Regions from separate parts of the Mus musculus genome. Here region 2 is linked to region 1. Evidence: chromatin contacts called from public Hi-C data. All regions are on one chromosome and are shown on one strand. Each heading gives the region's core, a stretch centred on a gene start, on an enhancer-like site or on the middle of the called end of the contact. The rest is flanking DNA. Distances are from core to core; before and after follow the strand shown. Region 1 overlaps Lpp (LIM domain containing preferred translocation partner in lipoma). Region 2 overlaps Lpp (LIM domain containing preferred translocation partner in lipoma).

Region 1 (3,246 bases), core at 1-2,500:
TATAAGCCTACGTCATCTATCATACTCCCCAAAGGATTAGTCATGGTCAATAAATTATTACTGTTTATATGACTGGTCTTTCCTGTGGTTTCCTCATAATAGCACCACGCATTTGTAACCATTAAAATTTATGCTTTTACTGAAGCAGAAGATGCACTGGTCTCGGTGTCCCTACGTCTACCTCTGAGCTATTTGTAGAGACTGCTAGAGAATCCCAGAAATCGTGCTTGCTCTTTACCCTTCGGTTCTGGCCCTGAGAAGAAGTCAACATGCACAGTGTTCAGTGCCTTCATTCTTTTATACTGTACAGCACAAAGTGCTCACACTCAGGTCATCTTTAAGATGGTGCCACCCAGACAAGCAAACGGTTGCCCTCGACGAGCACCATGGGTTGGAACTAGGTGATAAAGGGGAGTCAGACGCTACACGGAAGAATCTGATCTCGATATTACAGTGAACACCTAAGGCAAAAGTGTGGCTTTGTCTGGGCTCTGTTTGGTGTTAAAGAACACAATGGCAATTTGATGCAAATCGATCCACTTGGTACTGCTGAACAAGAAGGAACAACATGAAACACAAAGAAACTGATCTGTAGGCTTTGGGGCTAGAAGAGACTTTCAAGGACCAATCGTATTTGCCAGACAGAGAAATGAGGATCTGGAGAATGAAGCATGACTCAAGAGTGAGCTCTGACATGGCTTCCCCAGAACACAGACCTCTTGTCTCCCGATCTCTCCAAAGCAACCCCTCTGTTATACAGCTTCATCTCTGCCCTCCCCTTTCTCCCAGGACCAGGGGGCTGCTCTATAGCCAGCCTAAACTGTAACAGGGAAATGTAGTTCCTGCAGGGTCCTTAACAAGGGAAAGGGGGACTCCTAATGCCCTATGGCTTTCTCAGAGCAGTAACTTTCTACAGTTACTTGGGATAGACAAGCTGCCATTGCGATATAATAACCACAAGGCTGGAAATCTGTCAAGAATTTCCTTTATCTTCTGTCAGAGAAAGTTCCTTTATCTTATGTTAGAAATACACCTTGCGAATGGGGAGAGGTCAGCGTTGACTACAACCATCTACCAAAAGGGTAAGTCACAGATGCCCGTAACAAGACTACAGCACTTAGGGATAACAGATTGCAGAACCCATAAAGACAGAAAGCATTCAAAGCCTTTCATTGCCTCACACGCAGATGACCACACTCCATTCTTCTCTCAGTCTTATTTAACATCTGTGACAGCCCAGTGACTCATCCAGTCCCTGCCTGGAAAACTCTCTCATGCCCAGTTCCATCTTGTAGAGTGCAGGGAAGCAGTGGGACCTCCCTCCTGCTGGCCCCACTTCTCCCATAAAGCAGGCTGAATGGATAAGAGCAGCAATGACTGGGCAAGGCCATGGAAAGGCTGCATTGAATTAGTGTAAAACTGTGGTGTAAACCTGCGCCATGTACTAGATGCCTCCCTACACACACTGATTGTCCAGAGATAAGAGAATGGGGAAAGGAGGTGGACCAAGGTGGAAGAAAGGCATAATGTGCCTAGGATCGAGAAAAGCTCTGCCAAGCACAGGGAACAGTCTGCCAAACATACTTAAGGAAGTCACAATGGAAATGCAAAGCCAGTATTTATTCTGTCTTTTTAGTTCAAGTCACAGAAAGTATCTGGAAGAATTAGAAAATGCTTTGTTTGGGGAATTCCACAGGAAATGAAATTATCTCAGACAAAATTAGAAGGAAAGCAAACAGATACGTTAGATGTCTTGGAGATCACAGCATCCAGCCACTTCACGGCTGAAAAAGGCACGCCAGGAAGAAAGTGCGTTTCACAGTTGAATGGCAGTCGAACTGGGCAGAAAACCTATGTCTGCTGGCTGTAAGAATGATTTCTTAGTTCCCATCCCATGCTAGCATTGATTTGAACACTAACTGAATTAAGCCGACTCATGTCTGAAGAGCAAAGGGAAAATAAACTTTTCCCTGTGGCAGATGCCTGGAACACTGGCTTCTTTCTCAGAACTTCACAGTTCATGTCCTACATAACGTGGAAATCAAGGAGCAAGCGCCCTGTTTCTTCAGTAGTGCACGTACATTTCTTAGCAATGCATTGCATGTCTGGCATCCTCGTCGGCTCCCTCTCCTGCTCCTCTTATTACCATATTAGGCACTGAGTTCCAATGTCTGGGTCACAGGACTCAGGCTGTGAGTGTGAGTGCAATCTGCTCTCTGAGCTGTTTGTCTTTACTGGAAGCCCACTGAGTCCATCTAGGAAACATTCACAGAAATGCAGAGGGCAGGGAGAAGTGATTCACACCCTGAACTTAGAAAGGGGAGAAACGGTGCTTTGGTTTGGTTTTGATTTGTTTTCTTATGCTCACTTAAAGGGACGAGAACCAGATTGGAAGAGAGGGCGGCAAGGTTAGCAAATCTCAGAGGCTTCTGTTCTCCACCGTGGAAACACGGGCCATGGATGAAGCTGTGTGAGGAGAGATTCCTGAGGCCTTGTGAGAAAACTCAAACAAACAAACAAACAAAAACAACAACAACAACAAAACCCAAAAAACAAACAAACAAACAAACAAAAACAAGACAAAAGTCTTGTGAAGTAAGTTTCTTTAAAACAAAGAATGCGATTTTGTGTTCCCCCCACGTGAAGGCATGGGAATGAGTTTACTGCAGCTGTTTTAGTCACGTGCCTCTATGGGAAAACATTTCTTGTCGTGTCCTTTTCATTGTGCATTTAACTCTGGCGACTCTTCTTAACCCTCAGCGTATAAACTGTCCAGTGCTCTAAATAAAGTTGGCTATTACATGAGACTTTAATCAGCTTCCCTTTTAGGTCCCACTCTCCCAGGTTCAAGCTGCCAACGGGAGCAATAAAACCTTCACAATTGTATGTATCTGTCTATGGATGTGTGTCCAAGAGCACAGCCACGCTTGTGTGTTTGGAAGTGAGAGCTGTTGTAAACTTAAGTGCTAGGGGGGAAAAAGTTCATTCCAAAGAAAGCAAGGCACAACTGCGTAGACAACCAGAGCCTGTGCTGAGCCTTTGTCTTCCTGCATGGCACAGGCACTTCTTCCACTGGTATCGACTTTCAATTTTTGGAAACTGCATTTCAGAAGTAAAAAAGGTATTTGAAATATCGCTGAAATTTTTATTCCATTTAAAACATTTTAGTTACCTACACATCCCAAAATCATATCAAACTTAGAAAGGTTTGACTAGGAAGACTAATTATTCTAGTGAAAAAGGGAA
Region 2 (3,215 bases), core at 57-2,556, 410 kb before region 1:
ATTACTCATATGGTCTCAGCCAGAGGTTCATGAGAAATCTCTAAGAAAGGCCACCTGGATGTCAGCTAAGAAAAGGACTCCTGGCTGGGCATGGTGGTACATACCTGTAGTGCTAATGCATACCAGGCAGAGACAAAAGAATTGAGTGTTATGTAGAAGCCTGGGCTACATAATGAAACCCTGTCTCAAAAAACAAAACAAAAGAGAACCAAAAGAAACAAAACAATACCTATAGAAACCAGCACCAAATATAACCATAAAAAAGAAGAAAGGAAGGAAGGAAGGAAGGAAGGAAGGAAGGAAGGAAGGAAGGAAGGAAGGAAGAGAGGAAGGACAGAAATAACTGTCTCCTGTCCTGCAAGGGAAATTATACACTTTGTAAATCTACCACATAAGACAAGAATAAAAATAAAGTCCCTGGTAGGTAAAGGCATGTGAGTTCATGAAGGTTCCAGCTGTGCCCAGTATCTGCCATACTGATCTGCACATGAGGATGCAGCTTCCCAAAGGTTCTCTTGGTGACTGGACAGAGAGGCAGAAAAGCTGCCTCTGCACAGGAGTGGGGTGGCTTCCAAGAGAGCCCGAATATGAATATCCTATTGAATAATGAATGCCACACACATGCCACAAAGGAAAACATGGGCCTCAGCGGGGCAGGCTGCTGGTTACCTGTGCTTCTGCACAGCAGTGAAGTGAGTAGCTACATCACCTAGGGGTCGGCCTCAGTTTTTCTCACTAGGGTGGAGGAAGGCCTGATTATCTTTACATTTGCTGCTCTGTTCCTCCCTCAAAAGCAACATCAATTTCCTTCTGTCAGCCAGCCCCTCAAGAGAAGCTAACGGCTACAACAGCTGGGCTGTTTGAGATGTGGACCTGTGCCCACCAGAGGCACTAGAGGCACACGTCACTTACAGTCCCTGGACTTTCCCCACATCATGATTCACTTCTATTCTTTAGTTTTGTTTTCTTTATGAGCAGCTAGCCTCATACCAAAAAGGGAGGGGAGTTTAAACAATCCTTTATTAAATTTGTTCCTTAAGAATTTCATATGTGTGTGTGTGTGTATGCATGTACATTTGTATGTATGTGTGTGTATACAGATACATATATACATATATACATATATATTCTTAATTACTCTTAGCCTAACTTCCCTTCTCTCCCTCCTACCCCAATCAACCCCAGTCCTCACAAACCAGTCAGTGTTAGTTAGACATTGTTTTATTCTAGTCTACACAATGTGGGGGAGATGGAGAGAATGTAAAAGCAAACTGAAAATAATTTTGGCAACATTCGTAGGAAATGACTAAGAGGATCGGAAATGCAATTTCATGTAGCACGGTTGTGGAAACACTTAACAAGCACACAACAACTTACCACATAGCAATCCGAGAGAGAGAGAGAGAGAGAGAGAGAGAGAGAGAGGAAGGATCAATCCTAGTTCTTTGCCTCATATTCATTCAGACCTCATATTCATTCAGAACTTCTCACTTCCTGCCCCTTGGTAAAAAAGCACTGAGAAACTGAACTCAGGTGTGAGTGCTTGCCTGCTATGCCGAACGTCCCAGGCTTGACCCAACTATGGCCCAAAGAATACAAAACAAATTGGAGTCCTTCTGCCCCAGGGGAAGTTCATTACTGATTGGGTACCTGGAAAATAAATAGGCAATTGAAATAGAGACTTTTAGATATTTTGATGGGGGCAAAGAGGAGGCTATCACATAGGGTACTGGGAGACTAAGATCTCCAGAATTTTCTAATTTTTAGGAGTTCTTGGCTAGAGGTGAGGATACAATAGGAAAGGTTGCATGTTCTGTGAAGGGAAAAGATTTGTTCAGTCCCAGAGGGAAGATGAAGTGTCCATTTTTTAACAGATTGGTGTGTGTGTGTACACAACGCCAAATAGATTCAGCAGCGTGTGAGTGTGTGTGTGTGTGTGTGTGTGTGTGTGTAATAATAATTTGAGTAGAAAACATCATAAATTTGAGAGAGAATGGGAAGAGAACATAGGGGATTAAAAAAGACAGAAAAAGGTATGGAAATGTAAATACAGTATTTATACATACATGTATGCACATGTATGAGCTTCTCAAAAAAATTTAAAAAAAGATTAAAAGGCTTCAATGTATTTAGCATCAAAGAGGTGGCAGGAAATGTTATGGCCTGTGGGGTAAGAAGACAGGAAATGATTTTTAAGTTCACTTTTGTTTATACCATATTAACTTATTTCTGTAGTCAAAGGAAACATTTGTATTTTAAATATTCAAATATCATTTAAAATAATTAAAAGTTGGCTAGTCTGACTACTACTGACTCATGGGAGCTGAAGGCTATCTGCCCTTTATCTTGCTGGGAAAAAGACTTAACTTTAGTGCAGTGTCAAAGCCAGTATAATATGTTGAGACAAGTTGTCAGTCTCGCCCAGATATGACCAGCTCTGCTTGTGTTCACTTACTTGCGTGTGGACATATACTTGTGTGGACTCTGAAACTATAAGCCAGCCCCAGTTAAGTGCTTTCTTTGTTAAGAGTTGCCATGGTCATGGTGTCTCTTCACAGCACCAACTAAGATAGTAGCTAAGGGAGTTTCTTCTTGAAGTTTCCATCGTCACTATGAAGAATGAAGCAAAAGCATCCCTTAAGAAAGGAGTAGGGATGAGGCAGATAGAAACTGGGTAAGAATGTGAGATTTATGAACTGCTTGGGAGCAGAAAGTAGGAATGCAGAGTGGACTGAGGCCCAGCTCTAGGTTGGTCAGAATGTACAATGACATCACCATGCCTGGCTGCATGGTTTTCTCTCACAATAGTCAGCTGCTTTGGCAAGCAAAAGACAAGTAGTGCATTCATCCAGGTTGAAGTACTGCCAGGAGAGTGGAACAGGAGGGAAAAGCAAAGGATGTCAACATGAGACAAATGCTCACAGTATACTTATAATCTACTTGCTATAAAATATGTGATGTGATAGGTGTTTCCAGGGTTAAAGTCAATAATGACAGTCAGTATTACAGGGGCCCAATCAGGAGGGGGACACTGTGCTGGCCGCTTAACACAAATGAACTCATGTAGTATTTGTGACAACCTAACAAAATTAGAACCACTTTTTTTTTATCAGCCTCCCTTAATAGGAAGAAATACTTGCAGAAATCTGAAGGACCTTAGTCTCTATCAGTTCATCTTACACAATAGGAAGCAGCAGGGTCTGTATTCAGATTGA

Evidence for each region. Hi-C and Micro-C count contacts between places; a contact is called where the count stands out from the background.
Region 2: a Hi-C map of muscle stem cells shows a contact between it and region 1, with 3 times the contacts expected there. The contact joins two enhancer-like sites. A contact is called at or near these places in 1 of 15 datasets of contacts at CTCF or cohesin (CD8 T cells), 13 of 484 Hi-C or Micro-C datasets (the C2C12 cell line, adipose-derived mesenchymal stem cells, brain and 8 more) and 5 of 115 datasets of contacts at active chromatin or transcription factors (CD8 T cells, the NIH/3T3 cell line, effector CD8 T cells and 2 more).

Annotation. Positions count from the first base shown.
Region 1 is chr16:24,493,660-24,496,905 of GRCm38.p6, reverse strand. The region is part of intron 3 of Lpp (LIM domain containing preferred translocation partner in lipoma); the gene reads right to left. Among named protein-coding and RNA genes, the nearest start is that of Gm24440, 89 kb to the right of the region's middle. Within about 2 kb of position 1,250, at least 100 of the 459 cell types and tissues checked have an H3K27ac peak or open chromatin away from gene starts, as enhancers often do. A contact at or near this core is called in the C2C12 cell line, the NIH/3T3 cell line, embryonic fibroblasts and 3 more, where this site is marked.
Region 2 is chr16:24,908,697-24,911,911 of GRCm38.p6, reverse strand. The region is part of intron 10 of Lpp (LIM domain containing preferred translocation partner in lipoma); the gene reads right to left. Among named protein-coding and RNA genes, the nearest start is that of Gm22672, 26 kb to the right of the region's middle. Within about 2 kb of position 1,306, at least 140 of the 459 cell types and tissues checked have an H3K27ac peak or open chromatin away from gene starts, as enhancers often do. A contact at or near this core is called in the C2C12 cell line, the NIH/3T3 cell line, embryonic fibroblasts and 3 more, where this site is marked.